Regions from separate parts of the Rattus norvegicus genome. Here region 1 is linked to region 2. A link is a contact called in public Hi-C data. All regions are on one chromosome and are shown on one strand. The core of a region is the stretch at or near the end of the contact, and the rest is flanking DNA. Distances in the headings are between cores, read along the strand shown. Region 1 overlaps Mpp7 (MAGUK p55 scaffold protein 7). Region 2 holds the start of Mkx (mohawk homeobox).

Region 1 (5,773 bases), core at 3,148-5,647, 440 kb before region 2:
AAATAGGAGATTCTTACATTTATGGCTGTTTTATGTTTGTATATCCACCTGTCTGTCCTCAACCTCTGTTGTATATTACCAGAGATCATGAGAATGCTAGAGTCAGAGAAAGAGGTTTTCTTGATTCTGCTTGCTAGCATGGCGATATGAACATAAGACTTCAGTAGACGTCGATTCTTAGGAATTTACTTTAAAAAGACTTAGCCCATTTTGTGCTGCCAAAGAGAATATAGTAGTTTCCAAAGACTGCTTTCTGTAGTTTCCATTATCTACCATCAACTGTGCTCTGAGAATATTAAATGGAAAATTCCAGAAATAAACAATTCATCTTCTTCAGCAGGGTGATAAAATTTTGCAGCATCCCACCTGGAGTGTGAGCCACCCCTCTGTCCAGTGTATCCACACTGTGTGCTACCTGCCCCTTAGTCATCCCACCTGGAGTGTGAGCCACCCCTCTGTCCAGTGCATCCACATTGGGTGCTACTTGCTCCTTAGTTACGTACTTGGCCTTATGTACAGGATCTTCGGTCATAAGGTCATGGCACTTGTGTTTGTAACCTTCCTTTTATTTAATAACCACCCAAGGCACAAAGAAGATGTAGGAAACCGTGCTGTGGGGTAAACACACACATTGTTTGATACTGTGATTTTACCCACGCCTCAGGGACTGACTAATTCATAAGATAAAGAAGTTTATTATCTTGTGGTTCTAAACAGCTATTTGAACACTGCTGGGGCAGTGTGGGACAGCAAGGGTGGGCCCTATTGTGTGGCCCAAGGGAAGAGAAGAGGGTAAAGAGGAGGCTGAAGTTGCTTTTTATAAAGAATTTGCACCTACAGTGTAAGAAGTCAATTTAGGTGATAATGTTAATTCCTGAAGGCACCATCTTCATGGCCCAGTCACCCCTACCTCTCAATGTGCTACTACACTGGTGAGTTCCCAACCCGGGCTTTTGGGAGGAGGAGGGGCTCAAATCATAAACACCTAATTTATACGTTATTTCTGTCTTTATTTCTTCCTTGACAGGAACTGACTCCTTTCCTCTATGTTCAGAGACCACGAGTAGGTTAAGAAAAAAAAATTAAAGATGTGCCCTCCCTCTAAACATCTAGATCTAAAAGCATTGAGTTGAACTTGAAGAACATTCTTCACTGTTGGGACTCGAATATAACCGTACATTCAGTCCCACATCAGAGCAGACTCCACTCTCTTCACGGACTGCTGATTTCTGGAACCTGTACCTCCTTCTTTGAGACTACATGCCTCCGGCCTCTTGGCTCTGTCACCATGCTTTTATTAGTGGTTGACACTCTCCCGTCTCTTCTGGCATTGGTTGTGGCTTCCAGATCAGGCAGCCGAAGGGGAAGGACTGTGGTTGTCACTGGAGAGGCAGACTGTGGTGGTAACATATCAGTAAGCATTGTGTCATGCTAGAAAAGCCAGAAAACTCAGATTTAGGAGCCTCAGCTAGCAGGAAAATTATTTTTTAATGTTCAAAGTATAAAATGACTTGTTTTTACAAAATATAGGCAATACTTGTGTGGAGTTAACACTTTCCATGTGGAAAGAAGTGTGCTGTCATATCCACTTGGAATGTCTGTTGAAGCTGTTTTGACTCTGAACCTTGGAATACAGAGGTGTTTTGTTCTAGAGGAAGATGCATTGAGGAAAGAATGCTATTTTATACCACGGACATTGGGCTTGGAGCCCCAGAATTCCATTGAAATTCTAAGACAACGATTTGACCTTAAAATTTTCGTGTTGCTATTTTTTATTTTGAGATCACTATAGATTCGCGTGTTAATGTAAGAAATGATACAGACTTGTGTGTCACCCACTTCCTTCCAGTTTAACATCTTGTACCGACCACAGCAGAATGTGGCAGCCAGGAAACTGTAATTGATACAACCTGCTATGACTTAAATGTGTCCCCCCAACGTTCGTGTGCCAGCAGCTTAGTTCTTGGGGTAACAGTATGAGGAACACGAGAGGAACACGAGGCCCTTAATAGAATTCATCCCTCAAGGATGAGCGAATGTTGCTAGTGCAGGAGTAAGCTTGTCACAATCGATGTTCTGTCACCCTCCCACCCATTGCTGTATATTACTATGGGATGACAATACAGATGCCCGCACAAGGCATCTTCCCCATGACTGACTTCCTGACAAGTACTCTTGCACTGTTTATAAACTGCCCATCAGTAGCACTCTGCTGTAGTAGCTTGAAGCAGCGTCCAGCACTCTGGGACACTTACTCACTGTTACGTGTTTGCACACATTACTGTTTGCTCTTGATCACAAATGAGATAAGGCTCAGCTAAATCACAGGAAATAAAAACTTCAAATGTAGACATGGGGATCCAATATTGATCTCTCTTGGCTTTTCAATAATACTGATCAGTTTTACCGAATTACAGTAATCAGTAGCTAGACAGGGCCGAGTTGCATATGGACTGTGTTGTAGTCTTATTGCATGCTGGGCCTCCTTGTATATTGACTGACGTAGCCTTCCCAGCAATGACGCCATGTAGTTCCCAACCAAGTTGATTTACTATCCTTAATTAAACCTGAGCTTCATTTCAGAAGTTGTTTTCTTTTACAACTTCTGAAATCAATAGAAAAAAATTGTACCCTGTTTTCTTAATTTTACATTCTAAGTCTCTGGCATTACCACTGACCCTGGGCTATTACTGAGTTTGGGGGTATATCTCTGTGGGAGCTGGGACAGGACAGAGGATACTCATCTCTGAGTATCCGTAGGTGCAGTTATGCTGAGAAATGTTCGTCTTTATTTAACTTTAAAGAAGACTTGGTTTAGGCAGAGTGCCAGGTTTTTTAAAAGAGAATTAATGGAAAATATCAAGAATACTTAGTAATTTAATTGGAGTTTTTCACAGTCTAATTTAAGGTTATTTCTATGACTTTTTTGGTGGGTGGCTAAATACAGGGGCATTTGGATCTAATCAGGTATTCACAGTTACTTACCTACCTTTAGAGCGGTGCCTCATGTGTTTGCCCACGAATTAGGACTGACATGTGTTAGAAAGATAGTCGCTATGCTAATCAAGAGTCCATAATTTACTGGTCTTTGCTTGTTAAGCATCTTATAACATTTTCACTATGATGAAAGGCAGCCCTTACATGTGTTGCCTGCCTCGGGAGGTCTCGGTGTTTTTGTAGACAGTAGACAGAAATAAAAGGAATTTTGTCCTTTTTACCTCATGTAATTCCCCTGGAAGATGCACCAAGTGCTGGGAACTGATACTGACTTCTGCCAGGTCGCCTCCCTCAGGAGTCATGAACAAGCACTGCTGGGGCAGTCTTTGGACTAGAGTCTGCGACTGAGATGGATGGTTTCTGTGGCGGCCTCCTACGGAATGCTGTGCTTCTGTCTGTCTCTAGCATTTGTCTCCCTCTAGCATCTCATTCGAGGTGTGCCACAGCAATCTGTGTCTGCTACCAGAGGAGAAGCCAATAAACTTTATACACCACAGATGTAAGCAGTGTTCTGCACAGTCCCAACAAAAAGCCATAGTCCACTGTGGTGGAGCAGCCCAGGAATCACCGTGTGAGGTCAATTCTGGCCCACCAGTCAGAGCTTCATTTGCATCGTAGACAATGCAAATGTTTTGAAGCTTTATGTTATTAGAATTTCCTTGCCAACTACAAAGCCTTTTTGTGGACCTCTTTGTTGTAACTGTGCAAAGAAGTTTTTCCTCCTTGTGACTCACTCCACTCCTTGGCTAACAAGAGCGGAATGTAGTAACAGTCAAGGAAAGGACAGCGTGACTTTCTCTCTTCTTTCTTTTTTATTTTTGAAGAACGGTATACATTATCTGTCTCAGGTTATGTAAACTTGCATAATGTTGACAAGTATGAAAGGTAAAAAAAAAACCTTCTCTTAATATATACTTCTTTGAAATTTAAAAATCAAAACACTTCCTTTGCTTTTTTGAGAGCACTGTTTGCTTGATGGCCCAGAATATAAATCCAGTAAAAATGACACGTTCCAGCCGTCACTTACGCATACACCTCCAGTGAAATTAATGGGATCATCCTAAGATTACACTTTGTGTTTTATTTTCATTTTATAGGTCTGTACGAGCTGTTGGCTGCTCTGCCTGCCCAGCTGCAGCCACATGTGGATAGCCAGGAGGACCTGACCTTCCTCTGGGACATGTTTGGTGAAAAAAGCCTGCATTCACTGGTCAAGGTAAACCACACTGATGTCAGCTTCTCTTTGCAAAAAGCAGATGGAAAAAATATTTCGAGTGCCATCTAGTAGACCAAAGATGAAATTGTTACTGTCTCAAAACAAAACAGCCTTGTTCTATTTCATGGCCGGGGTGTGGAAGTTGTTAAAGATCTTACCAAAAATACATACATGACTTCACTGAAGGGAGCGATGTGGCTGTGCGTGCTAATGCGGCAGTGCTCAGCTGCCCTTGTTTAGACAAAGGACGGAATAGTGGCAGGAAGGTTGAGACTCCGTTATGGTCGACATTCTCGAGCTGGAATTTCACTTAAATAAACAAATGTTCACAGCAGAAATGAGAAGGAATATGTGTTCTGAGGTCAGGAACGGCAGCAGGCCAGAAGCCACGTTAATTTAAAATAATTTCCTTTAACAAAGTCAACTGAAATTCTAGTAAGCTGTTTCTTTTATTGGCCTGACTCCATTGAAATGGTATTTTGTAGATAAATACAGTGGAGCTAAATAGGAACGAAAACAGTTTTGGAGACTGTTGTAAGGAAAGCATCCCACCACGAGAACCATCAGCCACTGGGAACCAGATCCCCGTCTTAGAGAAACACTGGGAGTGACCAGCACTCTTAAAATAGTAAAACGAGAAGAAGCAGCTCACTGGAATCCATGCCACTCCTGTTTCTGGAAATAGGAGCTGTGTTTTCTCTCCTCTAACTCAAGCTGAAAGGAGCGATGGGTCTTTCCTTGTGTCTGTAGGATTAGATGCCCATGGCTCCCTGAAATCTGGACCGATTTTATTCAGCTAACTTTGTTATGGTTGCCTGTTAGGATGGGAGACTTTTAACTGATACGTAATATTTGAAAACTTACTTCTGAGTTGCCACTGTTTATAGGATGGGATGGTCTGTGTGTTTCTTTTCCGGAAATTTGTCTGCTGTGAATGGCAGCAGTACTCGAGAGGCCAGAGTCAACGTGCGGTGCTCCCCTAGCAGCGCCTTTAAAGCACAGAGATGATTCGTCCATTTATCTTTTTCTTAACGGTGCAATATCCAACATGTCTTTATGCTGTAATTCATTTCAGGCAGCTTAGTTAATTTCTTGGGGCAAGTGAGACGTGGTCTTTGGATCACAACTGAGTAATTCATGCCTTGGTATGATGATGATGATGATGATGATGATGATGATGATGATGATGATGATGATGATGATGATGCTTCTGTGTCGAATGTGGGGAGGTTGAGGAGCTACAGACATATGCACACTGATTTTAGCTTTTGCCTAAAGGAATAAGGTGTATTTGAATTGGCATCATCCCTGAGTCATTAAGTAAACATTTCCCCAAATATAATGTTTGTTTATTTGTCACATAGCTGTAATTTCACTACCAAAAGTAGAAGTCAGAATGTGCATCAGCAAGTTGACAATTTTTGTAAAACTGTGATTAGCTTGGTTCTTGGATAACCATGTAAGTCGGGCAGATTTATTAAGTATTGAGGAAAAGGTTATCAGAGCACATACAAGGTCTAAGAACTCTGGAAGTGGTGGTCACAGCTGTTAAAAGGATGG
Region 2 (5,924 bases), core at 594-3,093:
CCCAAGTCCAAATGGAGAAGTGATATATTAATTTTCAGTGACCTCATGTGACTAAGGTGCTGTAGCAAATGTATATTTGTTTAATTCTGATCTCTTATGTGCGGGGGGGTTAGGGGAGGAAACTGTGAAACTAAAGTGCCAATGTATCGCGAAGTCCCCGGGATTTTTTTTTTAAACGCTTTTAAGTACATTGAAACACTAAAGATCACAAAATTCCTTTTTTCCGTACTACAATAGCATTGCTGTAGCACACAGCTCCGTAATCCAGTAGAATATTATAAAATCAGAATCACATTTGCGATTCCCAGGAAGGGCAGCTGCAGAGAAGTAGGTCAGAAGGGAAGGTTGCACCCCAATGCCTCCCGAGCATCTTTACAGAGACCGCGGAAGAGAATGTACTTTCTTCCTACGGATTGTCAGCTGTACTTGCCTCTGTTGGGAAGCTTCCCCTCTGAAAATCCGTGGTTGGAAATGGTCAGATTTGTCCCTGGGGTTTAAGCCGCTGAGGTAGTGTCTGCGAATCACAAGCGCAGCGCAAAAGGCAGCAATGCAGCATGGCCAAGGAACATCATATAACAGAAACCCGGGAACAGCACAAAAGGCGATCGATTAAACCCTAGTGCACAACTGCCTGGAGTGGGGGAAAAAAAGCCAGTCTCTTCCTGATTTAAATCGTGCCTTGCTGAGTTCCTTGCCACTAATTGAGGAGATAGCAACTTTGAAGAATCGAGGGTGAGATTAGTTCTGGAAATATCAGCTTTATTATATATTTATTATATATTTCAGTCACTTTTAGACCATATAAAAGGCAGATTCTTAGACGGGGCTCTGCATCAGCCCTGTGTGGCTATCATTAAGGGAGAAAAGTCCAAAGGATGCTAATTCTTTCAGGCATTTTTTCTTTTTAAAATCTTCTTTAGCTCTTAAAAGACATAGCGGTACCAAGAATAGCAGGGCCCAGCCACTAGAGCGCAGGCGACTTCGTGTTCCATCTCCGTGACCCTCTGAGCTGTCACAATTTCTTGAAGCTTCTCCCATCCAACCGCGCAGTCTTTGCTAGACTACAAATCACACCTTAGAGAATGTTGCAGCCATTCTTTCGCCTTGCTCCATATGAATTTAGGTTCTAAGCCTGGGGTGCTTGTAGATCCAAGTCTCCTCGCACTCGGTCTGCTGCACACCTGGCTATGGCAGCACAGGCACCTGAGCTCTCCTTTCCCCACCCCTGTCTTCCCGCTCTGCCTTCCCGCATTTCTACCTCTGCAGTGCTCTTCCCGCGAAGCGGACGCTTGCCTGGCCTTGCCCTCCACAGCCGGGACTTCGCCGGCCAGCCTAGCGACACCAAAAGGGGTTCCCAGGTGCAAGAAGCTTTAACCTCCTGGTAATCAGGAGGGAAACGCCTGGGGCGTCTTCACCGCCTTCACGCTCCCGGCCTAGCTTGGTGACATTTCCGGCACCAGGAGCAGTTAAGACACAGGATTTGCACCGCAACCTCTGTACTGGTGACGCGAGCCCCGGGCTCCGGACAGCTTCTCCTATTGCTTCTCTGAGCGCAAGAGGAAAGAAAGAACCGGTCTTGCTGGGCGCTGCTAGGCGAAAGCATCCGGGAGCGTTGCCCCGCTGGGAGGATGCGACCGCCCGGGACTCCCGGCGTGGCCGGAGGCAGCGTCTACGCGAGGAGTTAACAGCAGCTCCCGCTGCCCGGCGGACGCGATCGCTTCCTCTCTCGCCGCCCGGGAACATGGATACCGCGCCCGCGGGATGTTCGCGGGCTGGGCCGGGCAGTCGGGAAACATGAGAAGGCTTCGGTATTCCGGTTCCCGGGCCGCGCGCGCCTGTCTGGGTAAATAAAGCCGAGACGACGCCGGTGGCCGCGGTGAGCGCGTTGGAGCCTGCGCCGAGAACATGCGGCGGGGATGGGAGTGTGCCTAGTCCTGAGACCGGACAACCAGCCACTGGCTGAGGTCTTCGCGGCCATAGGTACGGCCCCGAGTCCCCTCCCAGGAGCGCTGAACCCTAGGCTCACCCAGACTGGGGGCGCCGCTGCTCCCCTGCTCTCTGCACACCCGGGCTCTGCCCTCCCCTCCCCCACCTCCCTCTGAGGTCTTGTGGGGGACCCGCCCCGTGTGTCGGTCAAAGCTTCATGGTGGGTATGGGAAGTAGCTAGCAACCCACCTGGCCGCCCTCGCTTTGCTTTCGAATTATCCGCGGGGCAGTTCTGCAGGGATCGCGCTGGTCAGCACTGCTAAGAGCGTATCTGGGTAAGTGTAGGGCGCCGGGGCTGATAGGGAGTATTTGGGGACCTCTTACGGACACCCATGAAGAATTAGGAACCGCAGGTCTCAACTGCCTCGTGCCTCACACCGGTTCAGGGCTCTTCTGCCACAGCGCCTGCAGTCGCAGAGCTGGAGCATGGCGGTGTTTGCAGACTGTGGGAAAGGTCCTAGGTGGCAAAGCTCACCAAGGCTTTGCTTAGAAAGCGCGCTGTTGCATTTAGGACTGGACTGGTGGAAAGGGGTGGAATGGTATGGGGTTGGGGGAGGACGCTTACACCCACAAGGAGGCGTGAGTGCCAATCACTGGGATGGGGGCGCCAGGCTCCCAAACTTGCTTTGACACTTATCGACGAGGCTGGGTGCGCACTACAGGCCTGTACCTGCCTGCGCAGGATTCAGCCCTAGGGCACGACGCAGTGGCCACCGGAGGTCTGACTTCACTTTCTACACCAACACTGACCGTGGCTGTCGCCTAGTTGCTGTGGCTTGTCCTAAATGTCGCGTGTGGCAGCCACTGTGGTGACAAGAGGAAGGGGAGGGCGGCGTTGGCGAGTGTAGGCGCCGAGTACCGGAGAAGCTGTGTGTGTGTGTGTGTGTGTGTGTGTGTGTGTGTGTGTGTGTTTTGAAGGGGTGCTGGCAGCGCTGTGTGAGCAGCTCTGAGTAGACCGAGCTACCTGGAGTTGCGCTCAGTGTGTGTGTGTGTGTGTGTGTGTGTGTGTGTGTGTGTGCGCTCGCGCGCTGGGGGGGGGTGGGTGGAGGGAGATCCTGCCAGTGGGCATGTTCCGATTCTCGCTACAGTATTGCGGGTATTTTACAGCCCCGCGGCCTTGCTCCGGATATCCGCACCTGGCGGGCTGAGGCCCGAGGCACCCTAACTCCAGAGGTGAGCCCCGGGCTGTTCCGGAGCCCACAGTCTGAAAGATGTGCGGGTCTCTGCCAACTTGGAGGCTTCTGGCGTCCCAAATGGGCTCGAATTCCTGCGGACCTGTAATCTCCAGGGACACAGGACCTGGCACCTTCGCTGGGGGTGGGGGTATCTGTGACATCTTTGTCCTGAGACCATTTAATTTTCAGGTTTGGGGCTCTGTTCACAACTTCCCATTGCCCTTATCCCACCGGGAGAGTTTAACCGAAAGACGCAGGGTTCTTCGCCATACAGCCCAGCATCTAGAAAACATGAAAATCCTGACACCAAGATCTCGGGCGCGTTGACGCATCCTTGTGGATGCAATTATCTATTCATGTTACTTTAAAATCCTCTATTCCTTCCAACCTCCGGATACCCCAGAAGAGGCTTTAATCTGTGTGGTGCTTAGTGAACATTTCCCTTACTTGTTTATTCTGCTCCGCTGTCCTGATTGTGTTTCTCTTAGAGACTGAAAGTTCCTTGGACATTGCTTTTCCTCAGTAGGTAAATTATTTGTTTGAAGTTCCTAGAGGTGTGGGAGCTTGATTAACCAGAGAAGGGTAGGGGACTGTCCCAGGAGTGCTGTATGATTATGTATGGAAGAAGGGTGTTCCCTGGTCACTAGCCGCAATACAGCCCCTCCCCTCAGCTCAGCGGCCCAGCAGCCCCACCAAGTTCAGGGCTCCTGACTTGCGGGAACCTGGGCACGGTCGGAAGTAACGTGCTGCGTCTTCGTCTTCTAGAACCCGAGCCCTGCTGCGGAGCTCCTGGTGGCCGGACTCTGAGGCGCTGCGGCAAGGCCGCCGCGCGTCCCTGTCAGCCCTTACCATGAATACCATCGTCTTTAACAAGCTTGGGGGAGCTGTGATTTTTGACGACCGAGGCACCCCAGATCGGGAACGTGGCAGCCGGCCATACGGCGGCGTCCTGGACAATCCACATACAGGCCCGGAGGTGGGCATTCCAGACGGCCCGCCCCTCAAGGACAACCTCAGCCTGAGACACCGGAGGACCGGGTATGCTCATGCTCGGTCCGATGCTGACCCACTAATTCAAAAGGGTAGGGGCGGCGAGAAGCGGGTGTGTGAAGTGTAACAAGATCAGGAGTCCGCAGCTTCCCCCAAGAGGGCAGATCTACGTCTCCTGGACCCGCACGCCAGGTTCTTAAGGATTTACCATCTCGAAACTGGGGGGATTAATTCCTTAGAACAGTGCGAAGGAGGCTTAATAAAAATTGAGTTGGCGCCGAGTCTTCCCATACCTTGGGGTGCCTTGGTACTCAGCGACCAGGCTCAGTTTCTTGCTTCCTCTGCAGTATAGCAGGAGCAGATTGAGCGCTGTGCGCTGTGACAAGGTGGAGTCAAGCAGATGGTTCCCAGGTGAGACCTCGGGAGCTTCCTTTTCTGTTACCCGAGGATCTTAACCCGGCCTGGGGCTAGATGTTGGGAAGGCGGACTCCCCCCATGGCGTCCTTGGCTCACACGGCTCGGCGGGGCCCGCGGCGAGCCCGGAGAAAAAGGCTACCGACCTGTAGTCTTTCTGTTCCTGGAGCTAAGAGGGTTGTCAGGGCCCGGGAACTCCGGGGCGAGCCCTCTCTCTGCTCCAGTACCGGGATTTGCAGCGCAGTGTGTGCCCGGCCAGGTCCTTGCGGCACCTAAAGCTGCCGGCCCTCTCCAGAACCACGGCACCAGCTGCTTATTTTGCAGCACCGCTGGTTGCTAAAAGAGATTAGGCTGTTATTATCAGTCAGCGCGGGTGGAATTGCGTTTCAAAGTTTGATGAAGCTCACGCCCTTGAGGCAGGGGCTCAGTCACACGAACGGGAACTGGGGGTGGGAGCGCTCGCAGAGGCGCGGCGACACCTCCCGGAGCCTCCCGGGAGCGCAGCACCCAGGGCCGGCTCCAGGGCCAGCTGCTCTACGTGTTCCTCCTAGGAGTCTGCTTTCCTGAGGGCTTTTTCTTTTCCTTTTCCTTTTCTCTTTGCTTGCTTGTTTGCTTCCTTCCTTCCTTCCTTCCTTCCTTCCTTCCTTTCTTTCTTTCTTTCTTTCTTTCTTTCTTTCTTTCTTTCTTTAACAAAAATTTAGCTGTTGGGACAACGCTTTGTGCTTGCTTTTCATGCTCTTAAAGAGAGAAAGGACATAGCGCTTTGTAGGGTCTGCTCTTTTTCCAGCGTCTCGCATTTTCAGAGCATTAAGAGAAACAAACGAGAGTTCATAGAGCCTAGGCCATCTTCTTTGGCTTTGTTTCCGGCGTCTAGTGTGTGTTCCTTGACCACTGGTGACCCAGAGCAAGAGAATTTGGAGGGCTGGTCCTCCCCTGAGGAGAGGTCGCAAAAAGTGTCAGCTCTGAGTCCAGATCTGAAGTCTAGTGAACGGTTTTCCAACCACGTGGCATTCGTCCCTACCCCCACACCCTTGCCTTAATGGGATCAAAATAGCTACCCCTTTCAGTATAAATATAAGGCTTTGCATTTGGTGCGTGATTCCGTCGCCAGCTAGCTATTCAGAAAGGTGCACAGGAGGGGCCGGTGCTCATACCGAGGAGAAATTGTAGGATTTCCTTTTCTTGTTTTGTCCTTGCTTTGGGGGGCTGTTAGAGTGGGTTACTGGGCGATTGTGGGATGGGAGTGCTCTGCGGTTAATCCTGAGGAGGGTGCTGACATCACCGAAAAGGTTCCGCTAACACGTCCCTCTCCTCTCCTCACGTCCCAGGGCGAGGCCTGGAGGGAAGGTGAGGCACAAG

What was found. Hi-C and Micro-C count contacts between places; a contact is called where the count stands out from the background.
Region 1: a contact with region 2 is called in a Hi-C map of psoas muscle, with 2.2 times the contacts expected there. The contact joins the enhancer-like site here to the promoter of Mkx in region 2. A contact is called at or near these places in 3 of 12 Hi-C or Micro-C datasets (the Rat2 cell line, hepatocytes and psoas muscle).

The regions. Positions count from the first base shown.
Region 1 is chr17:60,286,450-60,292,222 of GRCr8, reverse strand. It overlaps Mpp7 (MAGUK p55 scaffold protein 7), which reads left to right. Exons shown (of 16, transcript NM_001100575.1): 2 at 4,095-4,213. Among named protein-coding and RNA genes, the nearest start is that of Mpp7, 43 kb to the left of the region's middle. Within about 2 kb of position 4,397, at least 9 of the 93 cell types and tissues checked have an H3K27ac peak or open chromatin away from gene starts, as enhancers often do.
Region 2 is chr17:59,847,079-59,853,002 of GRCr8, reverse strand. It overlaps Mkx (mohawk homeobox), which reads left to right and starts at 1,843. Exons shown (of 7, transcript XM_017600733.3): 1 at 1,843-1,980; 2 at 3,927-4,199; 3 at 5,894-5,924. The coding sequence starts at 4,012.